2 separate regions of the Ovis aries genome follow, and region 2 is linked to region 1. The links are chromatin contacts, called in public Hi-C maps. All regions are on one chromosome and are shown on one strand. The core of a region is the stretch at or near the end of the contact, and the rest is flanking DNA. Distances in the headings are between cores, read along the strand shown. Region 1 overlaps SPATA9 (spermatogenesis associated 9). Region 2 holds the start of RHOBTB3 (Rho related BTB domain containing 3).

Region 1 (6,537 bases), core at 1,803-4,302:
CTCTTTGCAACCCCATGAACTGTATGTAGCCTGCCAGGCTCCTCCACCCGTGGCATTTTCCAGGCACGAATACTGTAAAATTGCACACAAATGAAAATGGTATATATATATATGATCATTAAAATGTTCAGTTCAGTTCAGTCGCTCAGTCGTGTCCAACTCTTTGCAACCCCATGGACTGCAGCATGCCAGGCCTCCCTGTCCATCACCAACTCCCGGAGTTTACTCAAACTCATGTCCATCAAGTCAGTGATGCCATCCAGCCATCTCATCCTCTGTCATCCCTTTCTCCTCCTGCCTTCAATCCTTCCCAGCATCAGGGTCTTTTCCAGTGAGTCAGTTCTTTGCATCAGGTGGCCAAAGTATTTGAGTTTCGGCTTCAACATCAGTCCTTCCAGTGAACATTCAGGACTGATCTCCTTTAGGATGGACTGGTTGGATTAAAAGGTTATAACACTGAAAAACTGAAACAATGGTAGCAGTGGCTAGGTGAATTATGCTGTATCCACCCAGTAGTAACATTGCAGCCTTTTACATGGTGCTTCTGAAGAAGCATTTCATTGAGCAGACATTTGTATGGCCTGTATACCAGGTCCTGCTCTAAGTGCTTGTTGTACTGAGTTTTTGCTTACTGCTGTCCCTGCTGCTGCTACTGCTAAGTCACTTCAGTCTGAAGAACAAAGGTGTCCATCACAATCTCCCTTCACCTCTCAAGTGATGTATGGAATGCTGAAGCCAAGAATACTATCTAGCCTAGTAGCTGAGAGATGGTGGGGTGAGGAGGGAGGGGTGAGGGGGGTTTTCCTTCTTATCCCCACCCTCAGGCCATGCCAGCTCCTACACACAGTAATAGGCAGGGGCAGTTTTAGCCCACTCTCTCCACAAGTCAGTCTGGAAAACTTCCCAGACTTCCTGGCTTTGGAGAGCGCTTCCAGGAAATGAAGCTGCTGCTACTGTTTTACTCTTGCTGAAAGACTCGGATCGATAGCATGCCTTTGAGTCCCACTATTAGGCTACAGGAGACAAACTCTGTAAGGAGGGAGCAGACATTAGGAAGGAAATCAGATACATGCCAACAGAATGCCTCCTAGTAGAGTAAAATATTCATGAGTTTGTGAATATCTGGATGTAGTGGAAGGTCCAATAATTGTTAGGTCATATACAATAAAAATAAAAATGGGGTCTGCACGCCAGGAAAATTACTCTTTTTGTTTTGCTGCATCTTTCTTTTTCAGATTTTTGTCCTTCACCTAAAAGTAATTAAAATGGATTAGTTTAGAAATAAATATGTATTTGATATATGTTATGCTTCTGAATGACAAATCTGTATATTGCCTGGGGGTAACTTTTTTTTTTTACCATTTTAATGCTTTTAATAAATATTTGCTGTTACTATAATAAATCACCCCTGTAAAAATACATATCCTCCAAAATGTATGTGGCCACTGGCTAAGTAGCCATTTTTCCACTTTATGACTCACTTGCAATACATGTTTTTCATATTATAAACCACACTGTTTCATTTTGGGTTTGCTATGAGCAGGAATAGTATATGGCAAAAACTGAGATAAACAAACTGGAGGAATTTGGAAAAAGGGAGGCTTTGTCTAGACTGTCTTGGCTGGTTTCAAAAATTTTATCTTAACCTCGTTGTTACATGTTTTTATTTTATTTGCATTTAAAAGTATTGTGATATCAATATTATATCCATATATTTCCTTTTTGAATTTGGTAATGTTAACATATACGATACATGGATATTTCAACAGTAAAAACATTTCAGTTTTAAATTCCTCCCACATAATTTCATGTTCTACTTCTCCTGTATAATTTTGACTGCCTTGTCTCATAGAAGAAATATCTATTTTCAACTTATTTTCACTAACAATGAGATAAATCACACAAAAAAGCAGAAGATAAGCTGCTTAGAAAATAGAGATCCACTTACTATGGATCTGAAGGTTGGAGAATTTATGTTGTCTCAAACCATCTTGATGAAATAAGAAGGGAGTTATAGGGGACAGTCTAATTCAGTGATTCACAAATAAGTGTTGGAAGACATACTGCTTTTACAGGTCCAGAAAACAGTGTTTCCTTATAAGTTTGGAAAAGCTACTTGATCATGAATTTGCTTAGCAACCCACAGTACTCATGAATGCAGGGAAGACTCCTAGCAATCCACAGGAAAGAAAGCTTTCTGACTTTGTTTATCCCAGTATTGGGGCTTCCCAGATAGCTCAGTGGTAAACAATTCACCTGCAACGTAAGAGATGTGGATTCGATCCCTGGGTTAGGAAGATCCCCTGGGGGAGGAAAAATGGCAACCCACTCCAGTATTCTTGCCTGGAAAATCCCATGGACAGAGGAGACTGGCAGGCTACAGTCCACGGGGTCGCAAAAGAGTGGAACATGACTTAATGATTAAACAACAGCATGCCAGTATTAACAGCCTGTGCAGCATTACCCTTGAATGAGCTCTTAATTGGGTGGTCTTATAAAAGCTCGAATATCTCACCCTCTTGGCCAGCCTGCCAAAGTATGTCTTCAAGATTCTAATACTTCTGCTTTCTAGGAATTGTCCTTTCTCCCCCCAGCCCTCAGTCTTGAATTACACCACCCAAGATAGCCTCATGGCAAGGCCTTCACGGAGCTAAAGAAGTTCCCACTATTTGTGAGGTTTACAGTTTAAACCCCAAACTAGAGTCTACCTTGGAGGGCTGGGGGTGAGGAAGAAACTTTACTTAGGTAAGCGTCTGTGATTCTTCATCCTGAAAAAGGGAGCAACACTTCCCTGGGGTCCACTTATGGCACAGGCACTCCTGAGGCTAAGAGGTTAGTTTGCCCATTTCTGGACCACGCCACTCCAGAGAATGTGTACAAAGTAGAACCAAACTCCTCTAATGTCACTATACAGAAGATTCTACCATAGACAGAGCTTCTGGTCCTGTGGCCCTGCGCTGGGGTGCCAAAGTCAGCAACTATGTCTGGGAGCTGACGTGTCTTGGCTAAAGTCAGCCTCCAAGCTGACTATGTAGGTCACTGCAGCCTAGAGCAGCTGCAGGCCTCACTCGGGCAGGCAGCTTCCAAGGCTAAGCAGACGCAGCATTCTGTAAGTATTGCTGCTGGGCATACTGAAAATCACCAAGAAATTCTCAGTTTTCCATTCCTAAGGCCCCCTGCAGAAGAAGCAGGCATACATCACTAACCTCAGCCCTGCACAACAGGGAAAGGTTTGGGGAGCAGCCTGACAGCACCCACAGAGCCAGGTGCCAAGGAAGTGTCACAGCAAGATAGCCAGTTGGACAGGCCTGACCCCAACTCTCCACATTTCACTCCTTTTATTTTCACACACCACAGAGTTCCATCTTGACACAGGCAGCCTGACCATTCTTGAAGGAATTCAGGCTGGAGTCCACTCTGGGTAAGCTGAACTCTGTGATATGCCATTGACCCCTCGGCACAGTTGGGTGCCATGGATACATTCCATTCACAGACCAACCCACTGACCTCCACTGCACCTCACACATTTGTCTGTTGTTCCTCGGATTCTCCAGGCCACTAAACTTCACTGCTCACACTTCTATGTCTATCCTCACTGAGACTTTCAGATTTGATATTTGCTTTCTTCCTTGCTACAACTTTGGTTCCTTTCAGTGGCAATTCCGAATCTCTGCCCTAGCTAATACACATTACCCAAGAAAAGCTTCCTCCTCACTCCTAACCCTCAAGGACCCCAGAAGCTCTGACCTGGGACTGTTGCCACTTGTCTCACTTCAGCCTTGTGGAACTACTTACATTTTCTACGTAAGTCATGCTCTTGCCTCAGCTTCTTAATTGTCTACTTTCTCAAATGATTCTCCTACTACTTCACTGGGATAATTTCCCTTCCTCCCAGCCTCAGATCCAATATCATCTTCTAGGAAGACTACACCGACTGCTCTTAGGAATTATATCCCCCTTGTTGTTGCTTCCATAATCCACTCTGCACACTTCCATCATGCACTCGGTACACCCAGTGGCCACGGCTTACTTGCCCATCATCCCTCTAGTCCACAGGACATTTATGAATCCATATTAAAGAGCAGAGACATTACTTTTCCAACAAAGGTCCATCTAGTCAAGGCTATGGTTTTTCCAGTAGTCATGTATGGATGTGAGAGCTGGACTATAAAGAAAGCTGAGTGCCGAAATATTGATGCTTTTGAACTGTGGTGTTGGAGAAGACTCTTGAAAGTCCCTTGGACTGCAAGGAGATCCAACCAGTCCATCCTAGAGGAGATCAGTCCTGTGTGTTCACTGGAAGGACTGATGTTGAAGCTGAAACTCCAATACTTTGGCCACCTGATGCGAAGGGCTGACTCATTGGAAAAGACCCTGATGCTAGGAAAGATTGAGGGCAGGAAAAGGGGATGACAGAGGATGAGCTGGTTGGATGGCATCACCGACTCAACGGACATGAGTTTGGATAAACTCCAGGAGTTGATGATGGACAGAGAGGTCTGGAGTGCTGGGGTTCATGGCGTCACAAAGAGTCGGACACAACTGAGCGACTGAACTGAACTGAGTACCCATACGTAATTTTACATGTCATTTTTAGTAAATCTTCATTAAGTAAGTGAAAAAGGGTAGAATTACATTTCACTTCCAAAAAGAAAGTTAACCATCTTATAAATCTGTAAAAGATATTAAGAAGTAAACCTGAAGGACACCTGGTTCCAGCAATGTGGCAGACTGAGCTAGTGGGGAACCTCTCACCAAAAAAAAAAAAAACCAAAAAAACAAAAAAACCACCCTATAAATTCTATATAAATCAAACTCCAAAAATGTAATACGAGACTAAGTTTACAGAACATGAAAGAGGAGGAGGAAGGAAGGGATAAATCTTTCCATGTCAGGAACTAAAAGCCAAGCAGTAAGTGTGTGATTTCATGTCTCAGGAATGATGATGTTACTGGATCCTGAAATAAGGACTGAGGGCTTGAGTTTTAATAAACAGAATGAAGATGAGACTTGGATGTGCATGAGGTGAGGTCAGCCCTTTGTAGAGCTGCAATGGAGAAGGCAATAGCACCCCACTCCAGCACTCTTGCCTGGAAAATCCCATGGACGGAGGAGCCTGGTGGGCTGCAGTCCATGGGGTCGCTGAGGGTCAGACACGACTGAGTGACTTCACTTTCACTTTTCACTTTCATGCCTTGGAGAAGGGAATGGCAACCCACTCCAGTGTTCTTGCCTGGAGAATCCCAGGGACGGGGGAGCCTGGTGGGCTGCCATCTATGGGGTTGCACAGAGTCGGACACGACTGAAGTGACTTAGCAGCAGCGGCAGCCAGACCAAAAAGGTGAGAAAGCAGGTCTCTACCAGGGACTGACCCCTCCTGAGCACAAGCAAAATTCTCTAGAGAAACTGTTGTATCCTCAAGGCCAGAAGGTATTTCTATTTTAAAAAAATTCTTACTGAAGAAAAATTTTCAATTGAAATAAAATGTGTAGACACAACATAGATCACAATAGACAGAAGATTAGCAATCCCCCTAAATCTCAAAGAATAATCTTTAAAAAGATCATAAATAATATGTTTAAAATAAAAGTGGTTATCAAAGAGATGTAATTCTATAAAACGATGTTTTTTAAAAAGTAGAAATTTGGAGGGAAACACCAAATATTATAGAACTTCTAGAAATGATAAATATAATGTTTGAAACTTAAAATACATTTAACAAGTAAAAGAGCATATTAGAGCTGGAGAGAGTTAGTTAACTGGAAGACGGATCAGAGGAAATTATTCAGATGTATCAAAAAGAGATAAAGGATAATACAAGAAAGGTAAATGGACATAAAGACTAAAATGAGAAGATTCAAAAGTGTGTTTAGTAGGCATTCTGGAACGAGATTAGAGAAAATGAGGAGGCAATATTTGAAGACATAATGGCTGAAAGTTTTCCAGAATTGAAATTATCCTCAGATAAGAATCACAAAGGCTTCCAAGAGTATGTGTGCACATGCTAAGTCACTTCATTTGTGTCTGACTCTTTGTGACCCTGTGGACTGTAGCCCATCAAGCTCCTCTGTCCATGGGATTCTCCAGGCAGGAATATTGGAGTGGGTTGCCATGCCCTTCTCCAGGGGATTTTCCCGACCAAGGGATCGAACACCTCTCCTACACTGGCTGCTGCTGCTGCTGCAAAGTCGCTTCAGTCGTGTCCGACTCTGTGCGACCCCACAGATGGCAGCCCACCAGGCTCCCCAGTCCCTGGGATTCTCTAGGCAAGAACACTGGAGTGGGTGGCCATTTCCTTCTCCAATGCATGAAAGTGAAAAGTGAAAGTGAAGTCCCTCAGTCGTGTCAAGGCGGGTTCTTTACCACTAGCGCCATCTGGGAAGCATTTTGATAACAGCTAGTAAAATTGAAAGTGAAGTCGCTCAATCGTGTCTGACTCTTTGTGACCCCCATGGACTGTAGCTTACCACGCTCCTCTATCCATGGGATTTTCCAGGCAAGAGTACTGGAGTGGGTTGCCATTTCCTTCTCCAGAGG
Region 2 (6,537 bases), core at 1,740-4,239, 46 kb after region 1:
GGGTCGATGCTGGCTCCCCACTTTGGAGATGCATCTCACACTCATATGCAGTTACATTTTATCTCAGGATAAGAACATCTATCTGAGTGAATATGAAATGATGGCATGCCAGCCAGGAAAACAAAAACATACTGTTAAGGCTGTAGGTCCTTCCTTACGTGTGTGTTCTGCAGTGACCTTGAGGTTAGAGGACATAAAATAATCCAATTTGTTATACCCTGGCAAAAGTGAAAACAAACCAACCCTTAATGCTACTAATGAGGGGAACTACAAATATATAAACCCAATAAAAATTGTACATACAAGAGAAATGACTATTTAAAAAGTAGTCTTTAAGATAATTATGAAAAAAAACTTTAAGATATCAGGAAATGGACCATCAGTGATATTGTGTGGCTAGCTCCTGTAATAACTGACCCCAAAATGTCTGGTTTAATTCAAGAAAGATCTATTTTCTCACTCATATCACAGTACAGTGCATGCCGTGAGGAGGCTCTGCTGTAACTAATCATTCAGAGACTCGGGTTGCTTCCAAACTGTAGGTCACAGTCAAACACATGGCTTCAAGGTTGACCTGGCTTCATCCAGTTGGTAGATAGCCAGATGGAAAAACATGGAGATGGCACACTCCTTAACTGCTCAGGAGGGATCATATTCCACCAGTGAGAACTAATCTCATGGCCCTATCTACATGCAAAAACTCTGGGACATGTCCTTTCTCTATGGGGCCTGGAAAAGAAAATGAGTTTGGTGAGCATCCAGCTAGTCTTTGTCAAATAAACAGAGTTGGTCTAGGGATTCCACGTATCACCAAGCCTGACACTGGGAATCTCTTGGGAAGCTTTTAGCACTCTCATTTCTGCCTGCTGTAATGCAGGCATCAGAACACCAGCACTAATTTTAGCTCTTGCTGTTCCCTGAATAAGCCATGACCCTCCACATCTCTACGTCTTTGCACGTGATTTGCACATAAGGTCTGTCCGTTCTTTCCAGTATTTCTAACCTCCCCTTCCTCCCAAGCTAGCAGGCTTCTCCTCCTCTTCTAAGACCTAAGACAGTGGTTACTTCCTGCATGCACTTCTCTCTGATGACAAAGAAGGCACAGATCTCTTCTTAACATTCACTGAACTTTATCTCTGCACTTTGTTCCTACCTCTATTACTGAATGCATAAGCCTACCTGATAATTTTTAAGGAACAAGTACATTTTCAAAAGGATCAGATGCATCAATATTCACCACATAGTGACCATTAATAATAGATTTAGCTTCTCAAGAATAAGGACTGGGTCTTATGTATCTTAATACCTCCCATAGATACCAGCACTGGCCTGGCTTACATACTCAATAACTGAGGAAAACCTGACCGCTGTCTGCCACTTTCCAGCAACTTCCCAGCTTCCCAACCCTTCCTGCCCCTTTCCAGCAACTCTAACTCTCTCTCTCTGTCTCGTGGTAAAATGCACTAAACGCAACATTAACCACTGTCACCATTTAAAAATGCACATTACCACATGCACCTTGTTTGCAATAGTTCATTTCACATTTTCATTTTACAAAACAGAAACTCCACACTCATTGAACTCCAAATTTTCCTCTTCCAGAAGCCCCCTTAAAACTAGCATTCTGCTTTCTAAGAGTCTAACTACCTGAGATATCTCATGTAAGTGGAATAATGCAGTCTTTGTCTTTCTATGACTAGCTTATTGCCCTCAAGATTCATTCATGTTGCAACATGTGACAGGATTTCCCTCTTTTCTTAGACAGAATACTATTTCTATGTATATACCACATTTTCTGTATCTGTTCAACCATTCCGGTGTCTTTGCTTTCGACTTGGGGTTACTGGTGGTGATTGATGACCCATGAGAAAAGATGATCTTGTACTATTTTGGGGTGCTTCTAGAGACTAAAAGAGAAACTATACTGGGTGCAAAGGGAAATACGATTTTTAAACATCAGTGCCTTAGGTAAAGAATGCCCCCCATTATACTCTATCTGGGCACGAGAAACTATTAAACCCCTTTCAACTGAGCAACCGGGGCCCACAATAAAAAGCTGCTCACATTCCAAACGCCTCTCACCCTAGGGTTTTAACTGCCCTACTCAGCACCTCCTGTTTCATAGCCTGAAAATAGTTCTGTTGAGAAAAGAAACAGCAACATTTTAAAGCAGGGCAAAATAAATAAAGGGATAAACAAGAACTCTTTCAACACGGAGCACTTGCGAGAATTTTCATGTTTATGGAGAGGCAGAGCCCCAGAGTAAACTCTGGCTCCTCTTCGCAATGGATTCCAGTGTTCACTTGCAACGAGGCAGTTTGAGGCCCTTTGGGGACACTCACAGCCTTTAGTTCAAGGCGTTATCATGAAAGAATCTAAAGTATCCTTGCATTAGCATGATCGTTATTTTTCCAGCTGGTCTGAGGAGCTATTATTAAACATGTAGCCATAATGCGTACCGAAAAATCCCCCACGTAAGCTCGCATTTGGTCTGTAAACACGTTAAACAACCTCACGCGTAACGACTTCCTACAGCTATCACAATCAGAACCTCAACACTTAAAACAAAACAAAACAAAATCCTTCGGCTTTTGGTCAAAAAAGATGCCAAATATAGCTTGAAGTAGTAAATAATCCTCCCGAGAAGCGACGTTCGCGAATTAATTGGTGCGTGAACAAAGAACCCTTTCTGCACCACGATGAATGTTGCCTTTCTTTTTTTTTCTCTCGCAAGTATGATTGTAGAAAACAGCTGTACTACATGTTGACAAATGACCAAGCGGCAGACTTGGTAAAAACACTTTTGGTCAAGGCCAAGAAGAGGGTAGAAAAAAAGGGGGGGCTGCTGGAGCGGCCGGGGGCTGGATTCCCTGGCTTCCCTTACCCTTTTTTACCCCCTAGTCTTTAGGGAGCAGGGGCCGCAACCGCCCCATCACCACACCCCGCCCCCCACCCCCTTTCCCCCGCTCGGCTCCGGTTACAGCCTTTCGAGTTGAACAAACTTGCTGCAGGCGGATTGGTGACCGGGAGCTCTCGGGCCGGGGCGTCGTATTTATTAATTTATATTCCGCGGCGCCCCGCGCAGGCCGTTCCTTTGTATCCCGCCCGCCGCCGCCGCCGCTGCCCCGGCTCGGGGGGGAGCCTCAGCGGGCAGCGAGGCCCCCGCGTCCGCCCGAGGACACCCCCCTCTCCAAGGCCGGCACGTGCGGCTGCCGCCCGGCCCGCAGAGGGGGGCGGAGGCCCGGCTTTCCCCCACCCGCCGCTGAGCCAGAAGCAGGAGGCGCGGCGGCGGGCCGCCCGGCCGGGGGAGCGCGGCGCCCGGCGAGTCTCCGCGGCGGCGGCGGGGGCCCGGCAGCGGGGACGGCGGGGCCCCCCGCCCCGGGGATGCGCCCCGGCACTTCCTGACTGGCTGGCGGCGCGCGCGCGGCCCCCGGAGCTCGCTCGCCCGCCCGCTCTGCGTCGGCCGCGCCGCGCGGGAGGCGCGCGAGGAGGGGGAGACGCGGCCCGGGATGAGCTGACTGCTGGGGGGCGCGCGTGGTGGTGGCGGGGGGCGGAAACCACGCCGCCGCCTGGCCCCCCGCAGGCCGCGAGGAGCCGACCTTTCTCCGCGCCGCCGCCCGGGCCCGGGGGACTGGAGATCATGTACGTACGCGTCGCGGGCCCGCTCTGGTCTCCAGCTCCGGCGCGTGCCGTGCGCCCCACCCCGGGCCCGGGGGGCTCTCGCGCGCCCGTCCTCGCCGCGCGCTGCCCCCCGCGCTCACCACGCGCCTCTTCTCCCCCTGGTCTCGGCCGCCTTAGGTCCATTCACATCGTGGCGCTGGGGAACGAGGGGGACGCGTTCCACCAGGACAGCCGGCCGTCGGGGCTCATCCGCGCCTACCTGGGGAGAAGCCCGCTGGTCTCCGGGGACGAGAGCAGCTTGTTGCTGAGCGCGAGCGGCGCGGCCGCGCGGCCCGTGTTCACCGAGTATCAGGCCAGCGCGTTTGGGAACGTCAAGCTGGTGGTCCACGACTGTCCCGTCTGGGTAAGGGGGCTGACGGAGCTTTCCTTTCCTTTTCTTTCTTTTCTCCCCCCCCCCCCCCCCCCATTTCATGAATGTCAACGTCCGGGTCACCGGGGGAGAGTTTTCTTTTCTTTTTTTTTTACATTTTGGGGAAAGTCTTTGGTCCTTCGTTTCAGGGGGCAGGGGCCAGCCTAATCAAAGAACACTCTTAGAAGGCAAAAAAGAAAAAAGAAAAAAAAAAAAAAGCTCCAGTGAGAATATGAAGCACTTAGGCGTACGTTTCACGATTGTGGGTTGTCTCTTGGTTAAGACAGCTAACCCTTAAATGTCCCAACCCCAAGGGACGCGGGTCATTAAGTTTCACCAGCAGAGAGCAGTGGGTTTTTTTTTTTTTTTTCTTCTTCTTGCCTATCCTGTGTGGGGGATATAGTAATATGAGTGTTCTAAAAATAAAGATCTCTGAAAGCTCAACAGAGCCAAAATACATTTCACTGGGGGCCCGCTCAGAAATAGGACCCCTGGAAAGGAGGGGGAAAGTCAGGGACTGAGAATTAAATTTAAACAACTCGTTTATAGCACTTTGAAAAAATTTTTAATTAGTTTTTAATTTTAATAGTGCAGATGTTCCTGATATATTTAGCCATTTCTTTTTCCTGACCCGTAAATCAGAAATATTACTGATACTATTTTGGGACTTGAAAAAAGCTTTAAAATTTGCGATGATTAGAAGAAATTGTAATGAAGTTGATAAATGCTAGTCTAATTCTTGAGTGATAAAAGAAGAAAGAAATCTACATCCTGATGGTATAAATGTTTTTCAGTACGCAGTAGCATCCAGAATGTTTTCATGTAATCTTATTTCAAAGTTTCTGAGTCTTTACTAGTATAGAATCTACATTGCAGCTAAGTGTTATATTTTATAACAGAAGAAGGTTTAAGGTCTGAAAAAAAATAGAGATTATCTTTATGTGAGGTTTACATTTAAACCACAGTTTAAGAAAAGTGAATTAGGGACTATAGGCTACACCTATACAAAGACAGGATACACCTTTCCAAAGAAATGTATAAAATGTCTGTAAAAACATTTCTTATGCGGATTTCCATATTACAGAAAGAAAAGATCACTTGTCCAAATAAATTTTCAGCTGAAAAGTAAATTTATGTTAGTAGACTAAAATAAATGAAAAACAGGCCTTTTCAGTCTAACAGGGAGGCTATTAAACTCCTAATTACGACATTGATGATGCTGATCATAAGAAGCATGGGTAGAGAACTTACTGGCTGGAGTCCATGCAAACAAATGAAACCCTTCTTCCCCTTTGATCATTTCATTGTGAAAAATCATACAATCTAAAAACTTACTGGGTCTACACTCAGTTGGACAAATATTGAGTGAATAGAGTAAATAAATGGAGGGGAAATAAAATAAGCTGAATTAGGATGTTAGGATAACCTTTCCTGTTTTTTTTGTTTTGTTTTGTTTTTTTGAGCAGTTAACTCCTGTTGATGTTATTATTAATAATTTAACAAAAAGCAGTGCTTGTGATCCCATGGATTGTACTAAATGAAATCTTCCAAATCAGTTAAAATTAACCTTTGTCGTCTAGATTTTTGATTGTTATGTTTTATTATTCTAATCACCTTTGTTTGGTTAACTCTGGCCCTTTTTAAGGCATTGAGTTTGTATGTAACCAGGCACAGTTTTCTGGGTTATAATGGTCTTCAGGCATAGTAGAATGTGTTTGTAGAGCTACTCTTTAAAAGATGCTTTTCTTCTCTAGGTTGTAAGTAAAAGCCCGTTGGAGGTATGAAAGTTGATTGTATTCATCAGCTGGTATTTGACATGTACTGAATCAGAATATTAAACACAGCAAAGCAGATAGAGCACAAGTTTTGCTATCAAAAGGACCTGATTTCAGATCCTCACCTTGGTACTTAGTGGCTGTGTTCCTGGGTAAAGTCACTCATCCTCTTTTGGCCTTATTTTCTCTGTGTGTAAAATAAACATAATAATCACCCCTCCACCCCCCGCTAGAACTATGCCAAAGAGTAAATGAGAGAATAGTGTAAAGTTCTTAGCATCCAGACTGGTATGTAGTAAATACTTAATAAGTGGTAGCTATGATAATAATAAAGTATTTATCACAACTTTAACATAGCCATGTATTGCTTACACTAAGCAAAAGTAAAGTTTTCCTACATCTCATTCAAGATTTACACACAAGAACACATAGGCAGCTTGTTAGTACTTGGTATTAATAGATGCTGTATTGCAGCCCCACAACCAAGTACAATGGAATTGTTGTTTCATTGTAAAAATTCAGATTCCTTTTAAAAGATGAGTTCCATTCCCCAGCTGTGGCTCCAAGCCTTGTGTTGCATAACTATCCTGAGGAAATCCTGGAACTGATTTATGAGGGTTGGGAGAATTTGATTTCCTTCGTATTTCTAGAAATCAGTGGAACATTTTCTCTTTGAGATAGTTTGAAGAAATGTGACGTTGTTTCCTTGGAGTTAGAATGAGATAGTTGTGC

Evidence for each region. A called contact is a pair of places that touch in the nucleus more often than the background predicts.
Region 2: a Hi-C map of muscle shows a contact between it and region 1, with 2.6 times the contacts expected there. The contact joins the promoter of RHOBTB3 here to the enhancer-like site in region 1. A contact is called at or near these places in 5 of 16 Hi-C or Micro-C datasets (hypothalamus, liver, muscle and 2 more).

Annotation. Positions count from the first base shown.
Region 1 is chr5:92,626,464-92,633,000 of ARS-UI_Ramb_v3.0, forward strand. The region is part of intron 5 of SPATA9 (spermatogenesis associated 9); the gene reads right to left. Among named protein-coding and RNA genes, the nearest start is that of RFESD, 22 kb to the left of the region's middle. Within about 2 kb of position 3,053, at least 18 of the 54 cell types and tissues checked have an H3K27ac peak or open chromatin away from gene starts, as enhancers often do. A contact at or near this core is called in liver and muscle, where this site is marked.
Region 2 is chr5:92,672,640-92,679,176 of ARS-UI_Ramb_v3.0, forward strand. It overlaps RHOBTB3 (Rho related BTB domain containing 3), which reads left to right and starts at 2,990. Exons shown (of 12, transcript XM_015096203.3): 1 at 2,990-3,642; 2 at 3,799-4,024. The coding sequence starts at 3,641. SPATA9 (spermatogenesis associated 9) reads right to left here and starts at 4,029. Exons shown (of 8, transcript XR_009600739.1): 1 at 3,881-4,029.